2 separate regions of the Mus musculus genome follow, and region 1 is linked to region 2. The links are chromatin contacts, called in public HiChIP or PLAC-seq maps. All regions are on one chromosome and are shown on one strand. The core of a region is the stretch at or near the end of the contact, and the rest is flanking DNA. Distances in the headings are between cores, read along the strand shown.

Region 1 (5,646 bases), core at 938-3,437, 130 kb before region 2:
CATGGAGAGGGCCAAACAACGGGCCTCTTCCTTTTCCTTTCCTTCTTACTGGTGCCAGCACACAGTAAAATGCCCTGTTAAGGGAGGCTACAAAGGATAATGCTCTGACCTCTACAAGGAAGATGCTAAAACCAGGGAGAGAACTGATACTGTAACAGTCAGACATGGCTACAATTCCAGTGTGCTAGCCCCAATCTCAGCTGTCCAAACCCAACATCCACTGCTCTGATGCTTTACTGTTTGTTTCCTTGTGTGGATCACTTCCTTTCTCTACAATGTAAACTTTAAGTATCTTCATGTGGTGTCAATGTCTTCCATGGACTTGCTCATCTTGCTAGCTCCTTCTCTTGACCTGCCTCAACCTCTGCTCTAAAACCAAGAAGAGCTCATATCCCCTGTACGCTTAATGCTACTTATTCTTACATATTTATGAAGGGGGGAGGAGAGGGAGAGAGAGAGAGAGAGAGAGAGGGAGGGAGAAGAAAAAGAAGAAGGAGGAGGAGGAGGAGGAGAAGGAGAAGGAGAAGGAGAAGGAGAAGGAGAAGGAGAAGGAGAAGGAGAAGAAGAAGAAGAAGAAGAAGAAGAAGAAGAAGAAGAAGAAGAAGAGGAGGAGGAGGAGGAGGAGGAGGAGGAGGAGGAGGAGGGGGAGGAGGGGGGGAGGGAGAGAGGGAGAGAGAGAGAGAGAGAGAAAGAGAAAGAAAGAGAGAGAGAGAGAGAGAACTCACTGACCATGTCTTGCAGGGATCTCTCAATGCTATGTCTGACCTCTGATTTTGTTTATTGCCCTCCACACCAAGAACCAGGCCCCTCTCCCTCTTCTTCACTCAGATGACTCTCACTGGAGGCCCCAGTTCACCCTGCCTCTTAATCATCCTTTCTTCCTCCTCCCTCCATCCCTCTCTTGTTTCATTCTACCCTTTGTCTTTCTTTAATATTCTTCATACACTCTGTGTAGAGTTTGCTATTTAGTCAGCCTTATAGTTTGATAGTCACCCACAACACATACGTGTGTTTCCATGGAACTTCACCCTTGAGTCTCTGTTACCTAGTCCAGGAACTTGCCCAAAGTAAATGATGACCTTAGAGTACAAGGCATGGTTTCTGCACAACTGTTAAAACCAGTACAGAAATACTTTCAAAGGACTGAACAGCTTCAAAACATCACTGGACAGATTCAGCAGTGCTCCTGCACCGCCTCCTTAGCCTCACATCTTCTTATACCACGCTGGCAGATGCTGCTGTCATGAGCTAGCAACATCTACTACACCAGTAAGTAAACCAAACCTGACTTTCCTTCCCTCATTCCTCAGCGGGGGACACATCTGCAACCAGCAGGAGCCTACCTGCAATCCCAGTCCTCAGATGGCTGAGCCAGGAACATCTGATGTTCTAGGGCAGCCTGGTCTATAAGACCCTGTCTCCAACCAAACAAACAAAAAGGCAAGTCCCACAAAGCGTGTTTGCACCCCCGCGGTGCAGCTCTGTTGAAGGAGCCAGAAGATGCTACGCAGTCACAGAGAGCCCTTACCCACTAGTCTTGCTTGCATACACCCAAACACAGTGATTGGAGCATCTTTCTCGTAATCCCGGAAACCGCCGCTCCTCTGAGGTAAACTGTGAGGCATGTTCAGGTTGGTGCGTATGTAGCGGCCTAGGGGGAGAAGATCAAATAAAGGCTATATAGTCTTCTGTTTACTCGAAACTTTCTTCTGTGATTCTGACCCCTCCTCCTCCTTGGTCAAAAGACACTAATCAAACCATCTGAGGGCAGTGGGGAATACTCAACCTGACACCTTTTCCTCAGAAGACGACATAGACTCCACTACCGCCTGCTGATGACGGAAACGAGGGGATTGCTCAGTAAATATAACAACTAGATAAAGGCAAGACTCCTAGTCTCAAAATGTCACTCGAGGGAGAACTGAACTGGATGGCCCCACGGTGATTTAAGGCAGGAATTCTGGCCACAGAGCCAGTTCATGTCTCTGAACTGATTCTGCTGTATGGGCGTAGGCAAGACACGGCTACTCTTTGCTCCTTGGTACCTCAGTTTATAGAATGGGGACAAGAATGCTTATCTCTCCCCTAAGAGTTGAAACAATCAAGAAGGACTCTGAGATTCCAGGCACTTTCTAACTACGTCAATAATGACTCATTGTACATAAAAGTAGCTTGACGGTGCCCCCTAGAGGCCGAGACAGGTATGCATTGCTGTGTAGGCCACCAACCACCAGCAGTCCTCCTTAGACACAGGAGATGCATCACAAGAGCCCCACTAGATGCCTGAAAGTGTAGACAGTGTGAAATCCTGAACACACTATGTTTTCACCCATCCAGACACCCCTATGATAACATTTAACTTATAAGTCAGTCACAGTAATGAGTGAGAATAAATGATATACTGTAATGTAAGTTACAGTCTTGCACAAAACATCTTATTGTATTATATACTCTGGCTTCTTATGAAAGGATGCTGTATCTATGTGATCAAGTGAGGAGAGGCAAATGGTACTGTGACACTCTGGTAGAAGACTTGAAAACCTGGGTGGTTTCAAACTTAGTAGGTGGGTAGCATCTGTACTGTGGAGACACTGGGAGAAGAGATGTGACACAATTGGAGAGCCTGAGATCTTATCACATGACCCAGAATGGAGGGATTGCAGTATAAAGCACACGGACTGCTTGTGTGTTGGCTAATTTTATTTCATCTAAAAGGAGGAAACCCCAAATAAGAGAATGCCTCTATACGATTGGGCTATAGGCAGGCCTGTAGAGCATTTCCTTAATTACTGATTGATATGGGCTATGGGAGGGCCCATCCCACTGTGGGCAGGGCCATCCCTGGGAGAGAGGTCCTGAGTTTTATAAGAAAGCAGGCTGAGCAAGCCAGTAAGCAGCGCCTCTCCACGGCTTCTGCATCAGCTCCTGCCTCCAGGTTCCAGCCCTGGCTTCAATGATGGACTACAATGTGGAAATGGAAGGTGAATCAACCCTTTCCTCCCGACTTGCTTTTTGATTATGGTGTTTCATCACAGCAATAGAAACCCTAACTAAGATAGCTTGTTTTGGACTTTCCCTCTTACTAGGTTTAGACTAGCTGTGGGTGAACGAAACCACAGAGCGTCAAAGTGGATAAATGGAGAGACTCACCTTTGGCATCAAAGCATTGGGACAGCCAGTACTTCCCAAATACAACGTCCATCCTCTCCCCATGCCGACATACAAAGAGGCATCGCTTCTGGGGTCCAGGCTGGCTGTTGACTCTCAGGGGCTGCAGAGAAAGAAAGAGAGTAAGGATAGACACAGCATCACAGACTACCCTGTGTGCCTGCCAAGAGAGCTGAGCTCTAGGAAAACTCCTGCTAGTGTGCGACTGACGACCTACCTGACTGCCATGAGATTAATCTGGCCTGCTTGTAAAGTGGGGGTAATAAACCCACCCCACACACCCCACAAGTTACTCTCGGCCTCCCATGAGGTACCTGCAGGTGCATTGAAGTATGAAGGATTATGAAAATACTATGCTCTTTGCTTCCCCCTACTGCAACAGGAGGGTAACTCAAGGTAAAGTTCACATGTCAAGCCAGCCATTTATGTAGAAACAGACGGTCACCTAGAAAGGCAGCTGTCTCCTTCAAAGAGATGATGCATCATCAGCTCTTTCCGGGAGGGAGGAATCTTATCGTCACACATGTGTCTGCCTTGTGCCTCTTTTATCTTCACTGCTCTGCTTTGCATGTTCTTTTTTCTACAACTGTATCATTTATTACTTAGGTGAATGGGTGCTTTGCCTGCATGCGTGTATGAGTGTCACATGCCTGCAGTGTCCACAGAGGTGGAAGAACTCACTAGGACTGGAATTGTAGTTCTAAGCCACCATGTTGGGGTGCTGGGAATTGAACTCAGGACCTCTGGAAGAGCAGCTGGTGCTCTCAACTGTGGAGCCACCTCTGCAGCCAGGCTTTGCATATTCTAATCATCATGTGTACTGTGATCTGGGCTGCATATATGTTGGTATTTCAAGAATGGGTTCAGGGGGGCGGGGGTCAGCTGCACCACATATGGTGATGCAGGCAAATTGAGACAAGTACTGGCTTTCATAGCTGCTAGTGGAACTGCATAGATGTTTCTACATCCATCTTTCTGATGCATCAGATCTTGCCAGTTGCCTCAGGCTGCTAGGTCATTGCTGGCCAACACCCTTCCATTGGCTTCTTGTTGTTTTGCCAGGGCTAATGTGTGGCTTGGTACTGTGAACTTTGCCACTTGCTCTCCTGGCATTCCTTAATTCAAACCCTGAACTCCAGACAAAGCACCCCCAACCCCCACCCCTGGTTTCCATCCTTAACATGTTGAAGTTTCAATTTTTCTCTATTCTGCGTGACAATGACTCCTACTCCCTTCTCTAGCCTATCCCCAGAGTGTCAGTAGTACACTGAATTCTCACTATGCCAAGGGAATTGCATGGCTGCCAAGGTGGCTCAACAGTTAAGAGCACTGATTGCCCTTCCAGAGGTCCTGAGTTCAATTCCCATTACTATGTTAAGAACCTCACTCTACTGACACAAGTAGAGGGACAGCCTCTTCTTTCTTTGGGATGGCCTTGCTTCCAGGCTTAAATTCATGTGGCACTGTCCACAGACAGTACCGCACACCTGTCTTTTCCTTGTTTTGGATTGTTGTGTGTCTTTGTGATCTTGTGTACTCCCCCCTCATAAGGTTAGGGACCCTTTGGAAGGAGCAAGGTCAATGCTGAGAATGGTCCTCAAAGCATCCTGATTAGCTGGATCATGGTGGCCCACACCTTTAATCTCAGCACTTGGGAGGCAGAGACAGAAGGATATCTGAGTCTGAGGCCAGCCTGGTGTACAACGTGAATTCCAGGACAGACAGGGCTACCCAAAGAAACCCTGTCTCGAAAAGCAAAACAAAACAAAAAACCAAAACCGTCAGGATTAGATTGGAGGACACGACCCTCACAATCAGCCTTACCTGCATGGGCTGGCAGATGATAGTGAGGGGTGTTGTCTCCCCAAGTCCTTGATCTTCATACTGCCGCCTCTCTAACGCTCCATCGCCAAACGCGAGTGAGCTGGATGATACGGTATTTAGGATGGAGTAGGAACTGCAGAGGAAGGAGAGGGAAGGGTTAACTGCTTCGGCCAGGAGTCATCAGTTGCTCATGCCGCAGCTACAGGAGTATGGAAATAGCACAAAGGGCTGCGTGGCTGTGCGTGTTTCAGAATGTGAGGAGGGAGCAGCCCATCCCCAGGCAAGAACATGTTTTTTTTTTTTACTGAAGTCTCCCAGTTAATAAACAAGGGCAGACAGTCCTCAGAGCTGAGAACAGATGCACCCATCCCTTCGGGCAGGGATGGGGTCCAGTGATTCTCGGCTTATTAAAATGCTGCAGGCAGGGTTGGCAGCAGAGACATGTTAAAGAATAATGAGGTATCAATTATGTACCACTGTTCCAGCTCTTTCTGTCGCTGCGGAGAAGTAAACAATTCCCGGCACCTTTAATCTCTTCCATAGCTATTTCCATCTGAGGAATGCGAAGGGAAATGTGTTCCCAGCACCGCTTTGCCTGTGGCGCTGAGGCTCTCAGGAGCCTGACCCTCACCCTTAAACCTGACCTCTTCAGTC
Region 2 (5,430 bases), core at 987-3,486:
ATCAAGCCATCATTTTAGTCTGTCATGACCGGAGCAAGGCCTCTGAGGACCACAGAAGGAAACAGACTGTTCCCTTAAAGCCCCGCTGAATATCAAATATGAACACATAAAGAGCCCACTGAACCACTTCTTCGTTTATTTAATCAATTTGGGTCCTTGATTCTGATCTCACCTCAGGAATGGCAGCTGCCTGGAACTAAGCAACTTCTACAGTACATTTGGACTCCGCTCTGGTTCTCAGGAGGCTCTAGATCGCCACCCATCCTCAGGGCCTTCCATGGAGGACCCCCACTTGGCACCCCATGCAAAACCCTTCATATCTTCTCCAGGTGTTGTAGTGTTTTGGAAGTCAGCAGAAAGCAGAGGTCTCGGTCCACTTTGTAGCCTTTCACGGAGCGGGCCAAACAGCACTGCAGCCTGTCTGAGCAGGTTGGCTAGGACGATGCATTCCTGAATAGGAGTCTTCTCTCCTTAGACCTCCCCCACGTTAGTAAGGAAACAAGGCTCCCAGTTAGGACACCTGGAGTTACCTCGTGAATGAAAGCCGAGGCAAGAACGAACTTACTGACTCGACCCTATCTGATTAAGTTCGCCCAACTCTTCAATTCTGGTGACGTAACTGAAAGAGAGAGCAGCACCTGCCACCATCCCGAACTTTGTGTCTCCACCGAGGAAATAAGCAAGCCAGGAATTAACCAGAGAAGGCGACGGCTTTCTATCAGGAGAGGTTCCAGCCCCTTGCCCTGGTGTGCACCGGCTCCAGAGAACTGTTGCAGGCTGTCGCTGGCAACCCTGCTCTTCCCAGAAGGCTACAGCTACAGCCACCTGTGCTCTCTTGCCCTTCACCTGCCCACCCTCGGAAAGGAAGGAGGAGGCAGGAGGGCAGCCCCCCCCCCAACCCCGCCCCATACTTTTGAGCACCCACAGCTTTCTGCGCTGCCGTCACCACTGACGAGAACCCTGGTCCCCTGGAGGAATCACTTCTTCCCATTCCATCCTCTCTTATCAATGAACACGCAGCGACACCCACGCTCCCGCTCCTCCCACTCCGGAGGGAGCCGGGAGCTCAAGAGCGACATCCGGAGCTGGAAGCCTCTGCAGCGGGGGCGCCGGCCACCCTGCCCCGCTGCCCCTCGCCTTTCGCCAGCCACCAGTAGACCGACCCCTAACCTCCGCTCCCAAACAGCTCACCACTCTGGATGGATAAGGGATCCAAGTCCTCCAAGGGACCCGCCTCTCCCGGGCTTAATATAAGAGACCTCTGGGGGAGCGCGCGCGAACCGCCCAGAGCTACCAGCGAAACCCGGGATTCGAACCTGATACCCCGGCCGTCCAGCATCCCCAAGCAATCCCCTAGCCCGACACTCCCGCCGCCAGCGCGCCCATCGTGTTCCCCTAAGCAGGTTTCAGGCAGCGCCAGGATGGCGAGCCGGAGCGAAGTCGAGGGTCGCGGGGCCCAGGCGGGTGACTTACGCGCGGGCGCGGGGAAAGCCCATGGACAGGAGCACGTCCAGCGCCGACCCATGCTTGACTGTGCCCGGGCGCTGCAGGCGGTCCCTGCGCGGGGTGACTTTGCTGTACAGCTCCTCGCGCGCGGCCATGCCGAGGGCTGGGGTCGCGGTGCCGAGTGCCCGCTCAGTGGCCGCCCATCGCCCGCGCGCCGGGGACTGGGGGTCCGGGGAGGACGGTGGGGGCGGTGCTCCCAGATCTCCGGGCGGAGACTGACGCTTCCTGGAGAGGCCACTGGAGCTCGGCGCGGGCCGGTGGCTGCTGCGGGTCCGACCTCAGCCCGCGGGGTCCCGGAGTCCCAGCGTTGCGCCGCTGCAGCCTTCTCTGTCCTCCGCCCCACCAGCTTCTCCTCCCCGAGCTGTCCGGGAATTTGCAATGAGTAATTTTTGAATGGATCAAAAAGGAAAAGCAGCCTTGTGGGCAGGCCCTGCCTTGCCTGCGCCGGGCCCCGCCCCTCTCTTAAAGCGCCCGCGCCGGCCCAAGCTGGGCTGGCTGGATTACAGCCAGCCATAGTAGGAATTGCTTCTAGACAGAAGGTCTCCAGAAGTAGGCCAGTGTGCTTGGATTCGCAGAGCCGTAGCTCTGCCCTTGGCTTGCATATCGATCCATCTGGGCCTCCGGGCTTCAGAATAGCCCATTTCACGTTTCATTTGATCATTGGCGAGGTCAGTAATGGAAACCCTCTGCACGGATGGAGGAGAGGTCCAGAAGGCTAAGCCATAAGACCCGGGAAAAGGTGTCACTTCAAATTGATCTCGCTAAAGTTACAAAGTTGTTACATCACTGTAGGCCGAGTACCTCACAGCCCTCAGTGACTGACTGGACAGCGACTTCTGGAAAAGGGCCTCTGATTCTTGGAAATGGAAGGACCTGAGAGGGCAAAGGCCAGGAAGGAAGGGAGAAGAGAAAGGGGAAGAAAAAAGGGAGGGGAAGCAGAGAAATGAAAGGCTAGGAGCTAGAAGGAGAAGGAACAGAGAAAGGACACTAATTATAGCACTTCCGAATGGAAAGAGCTGACTTTCATGAGTGAGTGCGCACCCTGTCTATAAAAGGGTTCTGAGTCGGGAGTCGGGATCCCTGCTGCATAGGAGCCACAAGTGAGCTCCCACCCCCACCCCAGTAGGACCAGCAACCTCCACCTCAAAGAACAGAAGTCATTACTGCTGTTGCCTGTTAAAGCTTGATCACCTGGAGACAAAGGCATTGTTCTCAATCAAGAACCAATCCCATTTGGTGTAATAGAAGAGGCACAGATCTTCTTTCGGGGTGGGGGGGTGGGGGCGGGGGGAGTGATGATGATGATGATGACGACAATGATAATACCTAATGTTTATTGGATCCATTTGTGTGCCCATGATTGTGCTGAGCATAATGGCTGAATTAACTCATGGGCCTTTTATGGCGCCCTTGAGGATGCCTACCTGTATAGCCTCGTTTTTTTAGAGATGAGAAAATTCAGCTCAGAGGGACAGAGGAAAACTGAAGAGCTCCAGCGTGAAGAGATGGAACTTTGACTCCCCGTGGTGCCCCGAACAGGTCACCTCTTCCCCCAAATGGGTTACCTCTACCCCCAACATCCTCGTAGTCCCATCTATACAGGGGTAGTCGGTAGCTCCAGATTCCCCAGGCACTAAAGCTCTTTCCTGCTTGCCTACTTAGAGTGCAGGGAAGGGGGAGGAGGGTGACCAAGATGGATAAAGCCCTCGCCATAGCTTTAAATGTTGCTTTATAAGGCACCCAAGAAAATGAAAGTTTAATCCCCTGACCTCCCATCCTCCACTGGTGTTTCTTCAGAGTATCCGTGGCATTTGGAAGTGGGAAGGTGAGACAGAGGAAGCCTGGGTAGGAATTTGCATATTTCTGCCTAGTGTTATGAAAGAGACCAAGGGCAATTCACATTTCCTAGGTGGGGGAGTTTCTTCTTCCCAGCAGAGGAAATGTCTAGCTAAGGCAGTGGTTGGAAGCAGCTTAGAAAACCATAATCCATAGACTAGCCTCCTTGGGATGTGTTCAGGAAAGTCTACTGGACAGTACCCAGCATTCTAAAGTCTTTTTTTTTTTTCAGATATCTGGGCTTGAGCCAGATGATCTGGATTTCAATCAAGAGAAAATACTGTCTATGGCAGCACTTTGTGCATCCAAAGCTGTGCACAGAACAGCGGCTCCAGTTTAGTGAGCCCTCACTAGATAATGGTGCTGTCCTTAGGGTTGTGCATGTGTGGCTCATTCTGTCTGTGCTTTGGCCGGATGCTGAAGTGACTCTCTCTTGAGAAACCTGCACCCATGTCCTAGGTATGTACTGTCTTCTTGCTAAGAACTTCTTTCTATCAATGCAAGAGCTTAAAGTTACATTGTGATATTTTCTTTTACATTTTTTTTATTTTTTTATTCTGTGTGTGTGTGTGTGTGTGTGTGTGTGTGTGTGTGTGTGTCTTTACAAGAGCACAGCAGTGTGGGTGTGGAAGTCAGAAGATAATTTGCCGGAATCAGTTCTCTCCCTCTACTGTGTGAATCCCAGGGACGGGACTCAGATCTTCAGTGTTCTTCTGAGCCATCTCACTGCGCCAAGTTTTCTTCTTAAATTCCAACTTTGGGGGAGGGGGTGTGTTGGAAAGATGGCTCATCCCTCTCGAGCATTTGTTGCTCTTGCAGAGGACCCAGGTTCAATTCCCAACTCCTACAGGATAGTTCATAACCTTCTGTAACTCCAGTTCCACGGAGTCCGATGCCCTCTTCTGACCTCCGTGAACACCAAACATGCATGTGGTACACAGACATGTATGTGGGCAAAAGACACATAAAATAAAATGAATAAGTCTGATAAAAATAAGCTTTCATAGTAAGCCAACAACCACTTACTGTTTTGACGACAAAGAGGATGCCAAACCATAAGACAGTTGAGTCTGTCTGTCTGTCTGTCTGTCTGTCTGTCTGTCTGTCTGTCTTTCTTTCTGTCTGTCTATTGTTTGTGGCAGTCTTCCTGTGTAGCACAGGTTAACCTCACACTGAAGATCTTCCTGCATCAGCCTCCTTCCAAGTGTTTTTATTGCAGACCTCTGCCCCCCTCCCCATGCCTCCCATGCTCTGTGTGATTGCCTTCTGTGCCCCTTGATACCGTTTGTTGGAGCTGTTTCTCTGGACAGTTTGCTTCAGTTGCTTTTCCCTGCCTCTGGAAAACTGCAGGGCAGAGAAAATGATGGGCCCCAAAACAGTTGCAAGGAGCCAGCAAAGGCCGCTATTGAGAACCTGTCACCTTCAGGGCAAACTGCTTTCTGTTCTGTCTGAGGGCAGTTTTTGCAGAAGTCCCAGCCTGGCTCCTCACCCTTCCTCAGCTCAGTGCCTGGACTTATTTTAATTGGGACGCTGCTATTTGCTGGGCACAGGGCTAGAGGGCTGGCAATGAAGATGCATTGTGCTTTAATTGCATTGGCTTTGAGAGGCGAGGAGAAGCTTTATAAACATCCATATTGTTATGTTACAAAGGAGGAAGAAGAATGAGGGTTCATCTGACAGTGTATCTTATAGCTGTGGGGAAGGAGGAGGCGGTGGGGGTGGGGGTGGGGGGGGAGGGCTTGCACAATGACAGAGCTGACGCATCAGTACTAAGCTGCTGTTCTCTCAGAGGAAAAGCAAGTTGTCACGTCCCTGTGCCCGGTAGTGTCAGAATCCACCCAGATCACAAAGCTCTTTTGTTTATGTGAATACTATTGCACTTCTTGTTACTGGCCCCAGCCACTTTCTTGCAATAGGACTTCCACAGAGACCATAGAGATGCCCAGAATGGGATCAGCTGACTTCACTTCCTCCTCTTCCTCCTCTTCCTCTTCCTCCTCTTCTTCCTCCTCCTCCTCCTCCTTCTCCTCCTCCTCCTCCCCCTCCTCCTCCTCCTCCCCCTCCTCCTCTTCCTCCTTCTCTTCCTCT

The links. HiChIP or PLAC-seq counts read pairs in DNA pulled down with a chosen protein or histone mark.
Region 1: a contact with region 2 is called in an H3K4me3 HiChIP or PLAC-seq map of neural progenitor cells, with 16 read pairs. The contact joins the enhancer-like site here to the promoter of Ubash3b in region 2. A contact is called at or near these places in 1 of 484 Hi-C or Micro-C datasets (bone marrow-derived macrophages), 20 of 115 datasets of contacts at active chromatin or transcription factors (VIP interneurons, bone marrow-derived macrophages, cardiomyocytes and 14 more) and 4 of 9 other capture datasets (adipose tissue, embryonic stem cells, liver and 1 more).

The regions. Positions count from the first base shown.
Region 1 is chr9:41,026,489-41,032,134 of GRCm38.p6, forward strand. Ubash3b (ubiquitin associated and SH3 domain containing, B) reads right to left here. Exons shown (of 14, transcript NM_176860.6): 7 at 4,993-5,125; 8 at 3,151-3,271; 9 at 1,529-1,651. Among named protein-coding and RNA genes, the nearest start is that of Crtam, 25 kb to the left of the region's middle. Within about 2 kb of position 2,188, at least 5 of the 459 cell types and tissues checked have an H3K27ac peak or open chromatin away from gene starts, as enhancers often do. A contact at or near this core is called in neural progenitor cells, where this site is marked.
Region 2 is chr9:41,155,826-41,161,255 of GRCm38.p6, forward strand. Ubash3b (ubiquitin associated and SH3 domain containing, B) reads right to left here and starts at 2,237. Exons shown (of 14, transcript NM_176860.6): 1 at 1,474-2,237. The coding sequence starts at 1,601. It overlaps Gm35657 (a long non-coding RNA gene), which reads left to right and starts at 2,818. Exons shown (of 8, transcript XR_870644.1): 1 at 2,818-3,801.